Linked DNA regions of Mus musculus: region 2 is linked to region 1. A link is a contact called in public Hi-C data. All regions are on one chromosome and are shown on one strand. The core of a region is the stretch at or near the end of the contact, and the rest is flanking DNA. Distances in the headings are between cores, read along the strand shown. Region 1 overlaps Eif3h (eukaryotic translation initiation factor 3, subunit H). Region 2 has its middle 120 kb from the start of Aard.

Region 1 (6,529 bases), core at 1,494-3,993:
GTAAGCAACGTCAAACTAAACCTCAGCAACTTCTCCCTAGCATTTACCCTACCACGGCCCAAATGACAACAGTGATCGTCCTGATGGTTTTCAGCAGGGACTTGGGGGGTGGGGGTGGGGGGGCAGTGAACAGTGCATGCTGTTGCATTTACTCTAGTAACCTCAAAGTGTTTCTCAGTCATTTTTCCTTATTTCACAGGAAAGTATACAAAAAAGTTTGCATTATTTAAAAAAAAAAAGACTTCCATTAGGCAGGGTCACTCACCTGCTAGCAAGACTGAGCAATTCGTGCTTATCCGCCACAGCTGACTTCTTCTCAAGTTCCCACATAAGGACATTGATCAGATGTGAGTTTTTAATTACAATCGGCACTTCTTCAAACATGTGCTCAAAGGTGATGCTTGCCTTTTTCAATCTGTGAAGCATGTTAAAAATACCTGAGGCCAGTGGTCAGAACAGAATGCTAAATTGAGTAGTTCATACATTTTACCCAATTATAGGCACCCTCCATAGGCTCTGTTTCATTAGTGCTTTTAACGGCTTGGGGGTGGGGAGTGATTGCCAAACCCAAGTCCATTTGAGTAACTTTGAAAGTGGTATGAATCTGAGCTGAAAGGCCAGAAAATAAGGGACAAAGTACAACAAACAAATGGAGAAAAATCCCTGCTTATTCTTTACAGTCAGGAATTCTTAACTTTTCAGTGACTCTGACATTGCCACTGTGAGGTACTTGATAGAATGCACACTTAAAGGAGCTGCAAAGGGCAGCGCCCTCCACACCACAGAAGGGTGCTTCCAAGAGAGCAGTCACAGGAGCCTTACACTGGCAGAGCACAGGCGGAGCACAGCTTCTCTTAGCCTGGCTACAGCTCCATACTTAGAGCTTCGAGACTCAGCTTGTCTTCTAAGAATCTACACATTTTTAGGAGTCAGTGGGAAACTAGTCCAACATGAAGTTTCATATGAAATAAAAAAACTTCACAATTACAGAAGAATTGTAAATATTTTTTTTGAAAAAAATATTCCCATACTACGAAGCCAGATCACAGAACAGTTAATTACCCCCTAAGTTTCTAATAAGCCACTTTTTGCCCTCTGAATCCCTGAACTGTTTCTATGTATCTAAGAGGACAGACACGGGGTGCAGGAGCAGGCTGCAGCTTGCAGTCTGGTAGTGGCTAGCCACTCTTCCCCCGTCCCTGCACTCTACCACCTATGACGTGCTTGGTACACGGGCTAGTTAATTCCCACTAACTGCACCCAGCGGAGTGAAAAGCGCAGACGAGACTTTCCTACAGAGCTTCACCTCGGAGGAGGAGAGATCAAGTGGTACCTGCCTGCTGCAGAAACCGTCCACCACCCACACAGCACTACCACAGCCCAGCCAAGGACTCAGGACACGGCGGGGCAAACTGAAATTCGTAAAAAAACACACACACAAAACAACCCGAAGTCGTTTACCACATGCCTCACGGGCCTGCAACACTTACGCTTCAGGGGAAAAGTCCTTCTCTTTACAAACTTCCATCAGTTTAGGAGTCAGTCTGTACGCCTTCAGCGAGAGAGATCCTTGGGCAGTTTTTATGGGATCTCAAAAAAGGAAAAGAGAAAGCTATTACTGAGAATGTTGTCACTAGCGCTCATATAGTACTAGTTCTGGGCACACTGCTACTAATCACACAGCTTTGAAATATGAAGACCAAATTAAATAATCAGAACATAATCTGAAGCTGATTAAAACCAGAATACAGTCAAAATCTAGCTAGGATACCTTCAAATCCATCCCTCAAGCAGAACCAGTAAACTTGTTGAAAATTAAATATATGATTAATTCTACAGATTTTGTGTAAATAAGAGAAAAATACTCATGAATATTAAGCATAGAAAAATCTCTGTGAATACTTCTATAGCCCTTCAATCAATAAATTGAAAAGGAATAGCCCTGGGAACAAAATGTATCCATCCCAGTGAGCACTGTTCACAGTTCTTCATTAAAGCAGATTGTAAAAACCAAACCACTAAGTCAAAGTGCTATCGCAAAGTGTCGTTATAGTTTTAGGGAAATAAGTTTTGTCAAAACTGACTGCTTAAACACTCCACAAGGAAGGGAGCTTAGCACTTGCTGCATGATAACTGCTCTGGAGAGCCAATGTTCGCCTAAAACCTGTGTTAACATTCATGTTGTCTGAAATTCAACACAGTGAAACTTTTAGCAATAGGTGATAAAATGAAAACCAAAATAGATTGAAGCAAGTGGAAAATTCATCAAGGTCTGATGATGCAATGTTTCCAGCCAATATAAGTGCACTTTAACAACTTGTTCTCTCTGTAATCCAATTGCTAACACACTGAAACAATTTCGGGGCAGCTCATAAGATTGATCGTATTCATTAGTATTTTTTCTGACAGATACTCAGGACGTTACATTTACTTCTCAGCTGGAAACTATATGCGAGTCTGCCAGATATGGCAAACTGTGAGTGTTTGGGGAGGGGGAGGCTATAAAGCTGTTAAATTGCCTACGGTTCTGATACAGCACAGAACATCTGGTCTGGAGAGCTTGAGGAAACACCATTAAATAGGCCGAAAAGAAAAAAATCTTTGTGCGAAGAAACAGTCCAGGTTTTGTACGCTGCTGTCAGAGGTTAAAAAAAAGAAGAAAAAGAAGAAAAGGGGAAGAGAGAGAGAGAGAGAGAGAGAGAACTTGGCATGCGGTATTATGATTGGTCAGTCATGTATAGAACCAGACACTCCAGCAATGGGAGAGTTTGTTAGACATCTGGTCTCATTCCACCAGCTCCTGCAAGGAGGGAGGGAGAGGGGGGAAAAAACGAAGCAGCTACTCCAGCATTCCAAAACGTACACATCAGGGCTCTGATAGCAAGAAAAATAAACAGAAAGAAGGAAACCCTGTCTAGACTTAGCTGCTGCTGAGGCTGCTGCAGCGCGGGGCTGATGTTTACTTGAGAAGGCCTGCCAGGCTGCTCCAAGAGGCAGAAAGACAGAAAGCAAAAATAGTAGTAATAATATTAAGGGAGGAAAAGAATAATAAAGGAGCCTCCTACTAACCATAAATGAGGACGACAGACTCTTCAATGGCGTGCTGGTAGCTGAACTGAGAATCCAGAAGCGCCCGGGTAACGAAGGAGCCGTAATATGTGGACTGATACCAGCCCACGTGGAGGTGATCAATGTTGACATGGCGAAGGCTGCGCATCATCTCCATCTGATACTGTACTGGAGGATAGATTAGAAAGGAATTAAAAAAAAAACCAAAAACCCAAGCATGTAATGATGCCACCAACATTAGCTATTGGTTAATTATATCCATTTTACACACACACATACCCACACACACATATACACACCACCACCAATAACAACAACAAAGTTTTCAAATCACTTCAAATAATTGGTCTTTTCCATTTTCTCTTTAACAAAATTCCATTTTGTTTTTAAAAGGTATTAAAAACACAATTTTAATGACTTGTTCTAAATAAGGAATTATCAACTGTTGTCCCTACTTCTCTATCCTAAAACTCCAAAGAACAGTAAATGTGTAAGGAAAAGGTGTACAACTATTAGACTGTGATCGTTTGGTCTGAATTAAGTTAGTTATTGTCTCCTTCACACATAGTGTTTGGAACTAAGAACTAAATCCATCAAGAAAACAATGAAGGGGAAACAATGACCACGTCACTTACATACGAACCAGACACAGGCTACAGCTAATTCAACAGAAGAATCCATTTTTGCCTTCATCTAGTGCCCCCTACTGCATAGACTGCATTATTTTCAAAAGCATTCTCTTCTCTTTGCACCTGCTTGTGTTAACAGAGGGTAGTCTATACTAGACCGGCTGTACTAAGCACCATGCGGACAACGGAAAGGTCTGATGACTTGCCTCCTGTTGAGTTAATGACTATATTATTCATTTAAAGCAACATTACTAGAAAAAGAGGTATAAATTCATAAATAGATAGGTATAAATTCATAATAGATGACATTAAAAAGCAATACAAGACTGGAGAAATGGCTCAAAGGTTAAGGGAACTGAGTTTAGTTCCCAGCATCTATGTCAGCTGGCTCTCAACTACCTGCATGCAACTACACTTCTTGTGGACTAGACACCCTCAGCAAGCAAGCACACACACACACACACACACACCCAAGAAACACACTTATACATGCATGCACACACATGTAAGTAAATGAATCTTTTAAAATAAGCACCATAGCCTAACAATGTGCATCAAACACAAAATAAAGTGGAAAGTTTTATAGTCAACTCACTACCTCAGCTATTTCTATAATGAAGAATGGACGCAGGGCTGCATAGATTAGCCACCCAGCTTAACTAGATCTGATAACTTTTTAAAAATAATACAAGAATTTTCAAAATTTCAAAAGCAAACAGGACTCAGATTACAATGTTTTTCAACACGTTATTGGACAAAGAAATTATATTTTATTTCAAGGCCTAGAAGATCATTGCAAACTCTTCACCTACTGAAAAACTGTCAAAAGAAAAGCCCCAAAGTGCTCTTATTACACCTGGAAGGGGCACATTTCAACTCCACAGGAAATGTGACAGAGATGGATACTGTGTGCTGTCAAGACGCACACAAGTGCATGCACCTCTCTTCCATGTGGATGCACTCACCCACTACCCTTTGGCCATGCTACTTCTGTTGTCCTTTCCTTTCTTTTTACAGGTATGGCTCTGGAAATGGCTCAGCAGTTCAGTGCACTTGCTATCGTGCAAAGAAACTGGGTTCAGTTTCCAGCACCACAAGGTGGTTTACAAAACCATCCCAAACTCCATTTCCATGGGATCTGATACCCTTTCTGAACTCTGTGAGCACCATGCATGCAAGTGGTGCATATACCATGTGCTCAAAACACTTATACATATAAAATAAAAAGTTAAAAGTTACAGCAGAGGGTGATATTAATATGCTACACACTTTTATAAATCCTGTTATTTTTGCAATTTTATAAATGATATGTGAAAACAAGGTCTTATGTTATATTTTAAACCACAGTTTAAAACACCACAACCAGGGCTGGAGGCAGTGGTAAAGAACCCTCCTAGCACATGGAAGGCCTTCGGTTCAACCCCTACCTACTTAACCTAAAGAAGAGTAAATAAGCCACAACCCAGACTATCTAGTTTACATATAATGATACCCTAGAGGAAGCAGTCTCTAGCTATGATACTCTTAAGTTAATGGCTAATTTTAATCAAATTTAACTTACAAAGCCCTAATGCTATCAGTACAATGGGAGCTAAAACTAAATTTGCGAGGTTGTTTTAAATTGAAAGTAGAGAGATGGAAGAAATTATCGAACAATCAACAGAACAAATATCATTAAAAACAATGCATTCTGAGTAACTGAGCCTTAGTATAAGATGGCCAGCATCTACCACACATCTGCTAGTGAGCAGCTAAACCTTAATGCCATCTGCCAACTGGGAACAGTAGGGGGAAAAAAAGAGCTGGAGCACTCCTGCCAGCGCTGACATTGTCCCTGTGGGGTTCTTGCTCTCTCTGATCTTCGGTTTCCCCATTTCTAAAGACATCTGAGAACTCATCCCAGTCAAAATGCTAGGACTCCACGTTGTTCTCTGGATATGCTAATTACAAACAATGACTTGTCTATTAGCTAAAGCAGGCATGCACTAGGACTTAAAATACATTGGGGGGTACTCTATAAGCTTGCTAAGAGACTCTCCTCAAATAGCTCGGATAAAGTGGACTTTATAAAAGCATTTTCAGAATGCCTCGCAGGGGTTTAAAACATTCCAAGATCAGCAGCAAATGTCCAGCTTCCCCGACTCTTCCCTAGTCTACAGGACCTCCAAGAAGACTAATGAAGATGAAGCTCTTCTGTAAACTAGACAAGCCATAGATACAAGCCCCAAGGCTGCTGTATGCATAAATAAATTTGGGAACTGAAAATAGGAGACCTGATTATCACAGGAAGGAACAAGGAAACACAAGTCCCTCTTCATCACCATAGAGAATGACCAAGATTCTCCTTCACAAATCACCTACCTACCTCAAATGAATACAAAAATGAAAGGGCTAAGAACAAAGAAAAGTAACTCAACACAACTACTTTCAGAAATTCCAAAGTAAGCCATATATGTGGTGCATGCCTGAAATCTCAGCACTTGGGAAACAAAGATAAGAGATCAACTGTCAAGAGCTGAAGAAGGCAATCCTGATCTACATAGAAACAAACAAAACATTCCAGTACTCTGGAATTTCATTACTACACAACGAGTCTGTGCTTGGCCCGTTCTTAAGTGTCAGTTCATTACCTGGCCTCGTAATTGAGTTCATCACCTAATGTTAAGAATTGAGAATTCTTAAGTCACATTTTGTATGCTACCACTCAGAGAGATAAGCAAAAGGATCCATCTTGAGTTTGAGGCCAGCCTGGCATACAAAGGAAGCCTCTGCCTCTAAAACAAGTAACAAAGTAAACACACTGCCATTTGACAAGGTCTGTGGAGGTATAA
Region 2 (6,529 bases), core at 2,812-5,311, 360 kb after region 1:
TGAGTGAAGCATTGCAATGTCCTCTTTAATTTCCATGAGAACAAATTTCACCTTTATTACATTCAAAGACAATTATGGTGTCTTCATGAAAAATGATGTCTTCCAGATACCAGCAATAAAACAGCAATGTCCTAATGCCAATAAATGTATGAGCCGTATCAGTCAGCTTTCAGCTTTGCTTGCTTTGTTTTGAAAAGCACAGAAACCTTCGGGTTTTTAATTTGTGAGCTATGCAGAAGCGCTTTATATCATCCACTGGGTGGACGGTCAGGAAATGGAGCATGATCAAGCGACTGTCCCACTACAGGCAAAATTACTTGGGTAAGGCCTAAATCAGACTGGGTGGCACACCCTTCCATCTTCCCCTAGCTCTGTATCTTACTCTGTGTGTGCACAGGAGTTTGCATGAATGTGTGTGTGTGTGTGTGTGTGTGTGTGTGTGTGTGTATGAGAGAGAGAGAGAGAGAGAGAGAGAGAGAGAGAGAGAGAGAGAGTCAGACATACTCCTGCCTATAAGATGTGCAGGGATAAAGATAGAGCAGAGACAGGGAATGGCCAACCATTGACTGTCCCCAAATTGGGGCTCATCCCATGGGTAAGAACCAGTCCCCGATATTATTAATGATCCTCTGTTATGCTTGAAAACAAGAGTCTAGCATAACTGTCCTCTGAGAGGCTGTACACAACAGCCAATGGAAACAATGTGGAGACCCACCGCCAAACAGATGGAGCTCAGGGAGTCTTGTAGATGAGTTGGGGGAAGGATTGAGGGACTGGAAGAGGATAGGGACTCCACAGGAAGATCAACAGAATCAACTAACCTGGAGTCTCTAGGAAGAGACTGAACCACCAACCTAAGTGAGAACAGGGGCTGGATGTAGGTCCTCTGCACATATGTAGCAGAGGTGCAGCTTGGCCTTCATGTGGATCCTTCAACAACTGGAGTGTGTGCGGGGAGGGAATGATGCTGTTCCCCTAACTGGTCTTCTTAGTCCCATCTCAATGGGAGTGGATGCAGTGACTTGATGAGTCTGGGTGGCAGGTGATACCAGGAGGGACCTCCCCCTTCTCAGAGTAGGAGGGTACTGGGAGGAAGGAGGGTGAGACATTGGGCTGTAAAGTGAGTAGATTAATCAATTAAAAACGAGTCAGCCACAGAATCCTACACACACACACACACACACACACACACACACACACACACACACACACACAAACTGTGATCTCAGAGGCTGTCCTGGTGGAGCTGGCCACTGTCATGATTTGTCATGACCTCCTTTTGCAGTCCTACCTTTGGGCTGCAGTCTCTAGGGAAGTACTGGGTGTCTATTGAAGTGTCATCCCACAATCTTCCTGGCACCAGACATGGGCTCTCTTAGAGTCTTGTTCTTCCTCTGTTCTGCTCCTGGTACTTCTAAGACTTGGAATAGGATGATAATAGATTATTTTGGTATTGATTTTGGGTTATGGATGAGTCATTTCATAGGATAACCTACTTTATATGAACCAGTTTGGAGAGTGTTGTTGAATTATCTAGGATCATGTTAGAAACTTTGTAAAATATAAAAGATGGATAGCATAAAGCATTCCTTAGGTAGCTAGCTTTCAGCTGTGGAAGCTAGGTTGTATAGGAAGGAACTAATTAGAATAAGGAACGCATGCATGCTCTATTTCCAGTTAGTATAGAATGTGCACTCTAGTTCCTAGCAAGGCCATCATCTTGCATAGTTTGGATCTTGATTTTAAAAGTCACGAATAAGGAGGAGTTCAGGGCTACTAGAATTCAGAAGTGGGCATCGGGAGGGTCTTCAGTATCTAAGGAAGGCTTCCCAACAAAGACTTAGGTGGATTTCTGAGGCCCAGTGGCCACTGAATGAGCAGAGAGAACTCAAGGAGGTCAGCCAAAGCCAGGTAATCATAGAGTCACAAAAGTGAGGGGAGAGTGACAGACAACAGAAGAGAGGGCACTCTTGGCAGCGCAAGAACTCTAATTGGTCGATAGAGATGATATGTTAAACAATGACCAGTGTGTTTACAATACCTTCACTGCTAAGCAGGGGGTACTTGAACAGGATTCTGTAATCTATCATGCCCATTTCCCCTTACAGAAAACTACCAATGATGACACGGTGTGATAGATTCCCGTAAGCCACTCAGAGGTTTTCAACGGCTTTCGATTTTTTTCAACTATGTTTCGATACATGTTAGAGAGAATTCATGGTTGTGAGGCAAGTTTACAAATTTTTCATTCTGTACTTATTTAATTTAATACATATAGATTAGTCAGCTTTATACTCCTAGGCAGTAGAGCAATCTGTGATGGGGACACGGCCTTCAGGGAGCTTCTATTCTTTAGAGGTTATTGACTCATAAATGCTCTGACACAGGAAAGTCCTGGATGGAGAATGCCAGCTAAATGGACTTGACAGTTAGCAAAGGGAGGGACTCAAATTGGAAACTGAGGGGAGTAGCGTCATCACCAACCTGAAGAGATGCAGGCTAGTGCTTGAAGCAGAAGGTAATAATAGCTCAGTCAAAGCACTGGGTGCGGCAGCCATGGCCAAGGGCTTATGCCTGCTTTCTGGACTGTTGCCATAAACAATAGGGACTCAGTATGGAAGGAAAGTCAGGACTGCACTGGGCTGTGAAGCTGTTTGTGCTTAGTAGCGATGCTGTTATTTGAAAAGGAGTATGGGAAAAGCCATCCAGTAAAGGGACTTGGGAACCAAAAGGCAAACTTAGCACCCTTTTTGATAAACTAACCAGTCTGAGAGGGCATTTAGAGCAGATGATATGTTCAATAAGCCAGCAATTTGGTTTGAAAGAGAAGACCCAAACTTCCTCAGGGACGGCGACTCCCCTGCCGCGTGCCCACAGCAAGGAGTCGAGCAAACATTGCTCTGGGAGCAAATGCGGAGTGCTTTCCAGAGAACAGGTTTCTCTTTGGGGTATAATTATTTGGCCCACTTAATAGAAGTCGCAAGCAGGCCAGCCCTTGAAAAATAGGGCTCGTTCCTCGTTTTAGCAGAGCTTGAACAAAGGGAAACTTAAAATCAATTAGAGGGAAAGAGGAAGCCTATTTCTGTCCTTCTGGAGACAAAAGATGAAGCACAATTGGTTAAAATTCAGAGGACTAAAAATCTCTTGGGCGGTTGGGGGAAGTATTGGAGAGCTGCAGAGGAGACACAGATCCAAACGCAGGCTCGAGCTGCCATCTAGTGTTGGGACGGCTGCTGGCACGCCAGGCCCAGCTGCTGTTTCTGCCTGCCGGCTCAAGGCTCTTGGGTTTCAGAAAGATGCATCAAATTACTATTTATTATTATTGTTATGCCTATTGTTATTAAATAATTACTAAGTTAAACAGGGAGTTTAACACTTCTTGTCTCCCAGGAATTAATTTTCCTCCTGACAGCACGCAGTCCTCAGTATTCAGTTGCCTCTTGTTTGAAGGAACAAGGTTTAATCCTTTGGCAATCTAACTAGGAGCCAGCTCAGCTCCGAGGGAACCACAGTTTGACCTTTGCAATCGTGTTGGAAGGTGGCAGTCTGGATCATTAACCTTGTGAAAGGTCCTGGTGTATCTATAGGCTCAAGCCTCCTCCTGAAGGGAGATTTCATGGTGAAATGCTGTTATAGAGCCTGTAGAGTAGTTTTGTCTCCTCACCAGACTCTTGTTTTATTGAATTGAGGTCTCTCATATTGGGAAGATAATTGGCAATTCAACAAATTACCTTTATTTAATTAAACAACTAATTTACTGCCAATCTGATATTGATTAGAGGCCCTGGCTGCCAATTACTTGTCCCACCCCTGCCCTGTTACTGGAAATTACAAACCTTAACCAGGCTTAGCTAATATTGTTTGTAGCCTAAAGATGGGAGCTTTGATGTTCCACAGCTGCTGGGTCTCTATCTCACTGCGGCGAAGCAGGCAGCGCCTGTGAGGCTCTGGAGATGCTTAACGTGGCCTGCCAACTCCCACGCCCACTCTGAAGCGTGGCTCTGGAGCCCCTGACCTAGATGGCTGACTCAGAGTGACTGCAGCGTCCTCCTGTGCCCCAGCCTCTGCTCTCAGCAGCAGGTCTTTTCAAACAGAGCTGTAGCGTGAGTAAACAGCCCTGAGAGGAGCCATCTGCTCGGTTCCCATTTGGACATGAAAGCGAACCTGATCTTACAGACCTTTCCAGACACCCGGTGGCCCCGCGATCTCCCCCCATCTAGTCACTGCAATACTTTACTCTTTTGTAAGGTGGGAATACAGGCATGCTTTCCCTCTACCTTTTTAAAGCCGACAGAGGAAAATAATCCTTAGAATTAAAGCTGTCCTTTGTTGTGCTGTGACATCCTCGTGACAGGTGGTGGCATATGAAAGGCTGAGGGACTGGGCAGGGGATGGAGTGAAACACATTCCTCAACCACAGGGCAGGATCAGGGGACATTGCTGTGAAAGCCCTACTCTGAATCTTCTCTTAAGGCGGGGCAGATCGACAGGGGAATAAACAAAGGAAAAATTCAGACGTTATATGTGTTTCTATTGTGGGTGCTGGAGTTGTCTGGCGTAAAGAAGAATTAAGGGATGGGGAGACCTCTCTTAGCCATTTGATGAACATTCTTCTATTTTCCTAAACATCCATGTCACCTTTAGGCCACTCTTATGTTCTTCTCATCTTCCTGTCCAGTGCCCAGAAAAACACAAACACAATTTAGGAAGCTTCCAGTTCAGTGCTCAGTACAAACAAGGCATGCAGCAAAGGCTTAGCCCATGGTAGGTGGGCAAGAATTTTTTAACTGAATCAGTGCATTAAAGTATGCGTGTCAGAATGTTTGATGAGACGAATAGTTGACTGTATCAATAAATCAGGAAAGAGAGTAACATTTATCTAGTGCTTAATCAGAACAAAGGGTTGTTCTAGCCAAGTCGTCTCCTTGGAAAAGACTATTGTAAAGATCTCCCGACAGAAGTGGAATCAGTCCAGAAGGCTGTGGAACTGACAGACAGCCATGTCCTCTCCTCAAGGTCTTTCTCTTTCCTGTTTGTCTGCTTTGCTCTCCTCTTTCTGCACCAGTCTTTCTTAAGCTCCACTCCACATACTTTCTGTCTGTTCATAAATTATGCCTGGCTAAGACTTTGCTGCTTGCCACAGCAGCAAAATGGACGTTAGCTTCTTTTGACTTTCTTGTTCATTGTTAAATATCGCATTGTCCCCCTTTCTAAATATATATTCCAGAAAGAAGAACTTCATAGGCCAAGCTTGCCAATGTATTTACTTTTGAGCCAGGCCATTTGGTCTTGGCTGCCAGCTCGTCTACGGAGCACTTGCTTGTGTTGGGCTCATTATTATGGGTAAGTAGAAAGTAGGAATGCAGGTCACCTACATGACACTCAGACATCAAGAATTGTGAGAGGACAGGCTCTCTTTGGAGGGGATACACAAACTGTAAACATATCTAGAAACCCAGGGCGTAGTACTTAGCAATAGATGAAGGGCCAAGGAAGCAGTGTGCGCATCACTTTGAGGGGTTCTGCGCAGGAACTGCTTGGTGGAGGTGACTGAACACGGGGCATCTCAGATCTGCCTGATGACTCTGGGGCATCATTATGCTGGCTGCAAAGCTTATGCTTCTCCGAGCTCTGCTCTCTCCCGTTTACTTTTCACCATTGTGAAGCATTTCATCAAGAAGAACCAGTGGCTCGTAGCACTAGCAGGAAATGTGCCACCAAGATAGGAACTGGGGACCACTTCAGGAAAGCTAGCCACGAACGGAAGGAGCAGCAATAGCAAAAATATTGGTCAGATGGAAGGTGGCTTTGACTGGAGGGACTGCTGTATGTAGGTCTCGGAGCACAGTGTGGTGTTAATGGCTTGAGAATGTCTGATGAGATCAGCATGACTGAAAAAAAATAGGGATTTGGCCTCAGTATGTGAGGGATAAAATTTACTTACACACACAACACAACACATACACACACACACACACACACACACACACACACACACACGCGCGCACACACACACAAACATGCAACTTCTGGCCTCCCTTCTGCATCACATGTCTGGATGTTTTTCTTTTTTAACAGGGATGGTTATACTTGAACCTATTCTCAAGAGAAGATATTTCACATGGAAAAAAAAAACAGCTAAAAAAAAACCCTCAAAACCCCCAAACTTTGGATACCATAGGATGCTAGATTCAGGTAGAAGGACACATGTACTCACCCATAGTTTTGCATTATTTTGTCCTGATGATGATCATGACATCATCATGAGAAAGTGCTATTTTAGGCTTTTAATTTTTGTTTGTCTGTTTTGATAGCTTAGAAAGCCAAGGCTCAAGTAGAGAAGAGATACCTGCTTGAAGGGCAGGTCCTGGTTTAAAAGCTCAAAATTTATTCCCAATTCCTCTCAAGAGGGGAAGAGAAGTAAATAAAAACACTGTTCTCTCTCTCTCTCTCTCTCTCTCTCTCTCTCTCTCTCTCTCTCTCTCTTTCTTTCTTTCTTTCTTTCGGTCCAATCTGGTTCAGGGGTTCA

The links. Hi-C and Micro-C count contacts between places; a contact is called where the count stands out from the background.
Region 2: a contact with region 1 is called in a Hi-C map of uterus, with 6 times the contacts expected there. The contact joins two enhancer-like sites. A contact is called at or near these places in 2 of 484 Hi-C or Micro-C datasets (cerebellar granule neurons and uterus), 2 of 115 datasets of contacts at active chromatin or transcription factors (embryonic stem cells and extraembryonic endoderm stem cells) and 2 of 9 other capture datasets (adipose tissue and embryonic stem cells).

Annotation. Positions count from the first base shown.
Region 1 is chr15:51,796,123-51,802,651 of GRCm38.p6, forward strand. Eif3h (eukaryotic translation initiation factor 3, subunit H) reads right to left here. Exons shown (of 8, transcript NM_080635.1): 3 at 3,070-3,237; 4 at 1,491-1,590; 5 at 266-415. Among named protein-coding and RNA genes, the nearest start is that of Gm41320, 24 kb to the left of the region's middle. Within about 2 kb of position 2,744, at least 92 of the 459 cell types and tissues checked have an H3K27ac peak or open chromatin away from gene starts, as enhancers often do. A contact at or near this core is called in uterus, where this site is marked.
Region 2 is chr15:52,157,735-52,164,263 of GRCm38.p6, forward strand. No RefSeq gene overlaps it. Among named protein-coding and RNA genes, the nearest start is that of Aard, 120 kb to the left of the region's middle. Within about 2 kb of position 4,062, at least 73 of the 459 cell types and tissues checked have an H3K27ac peak or open chromatin away from gene starts, as enhancers often do. A contact at or near this core is called in uterus, where this site is marked.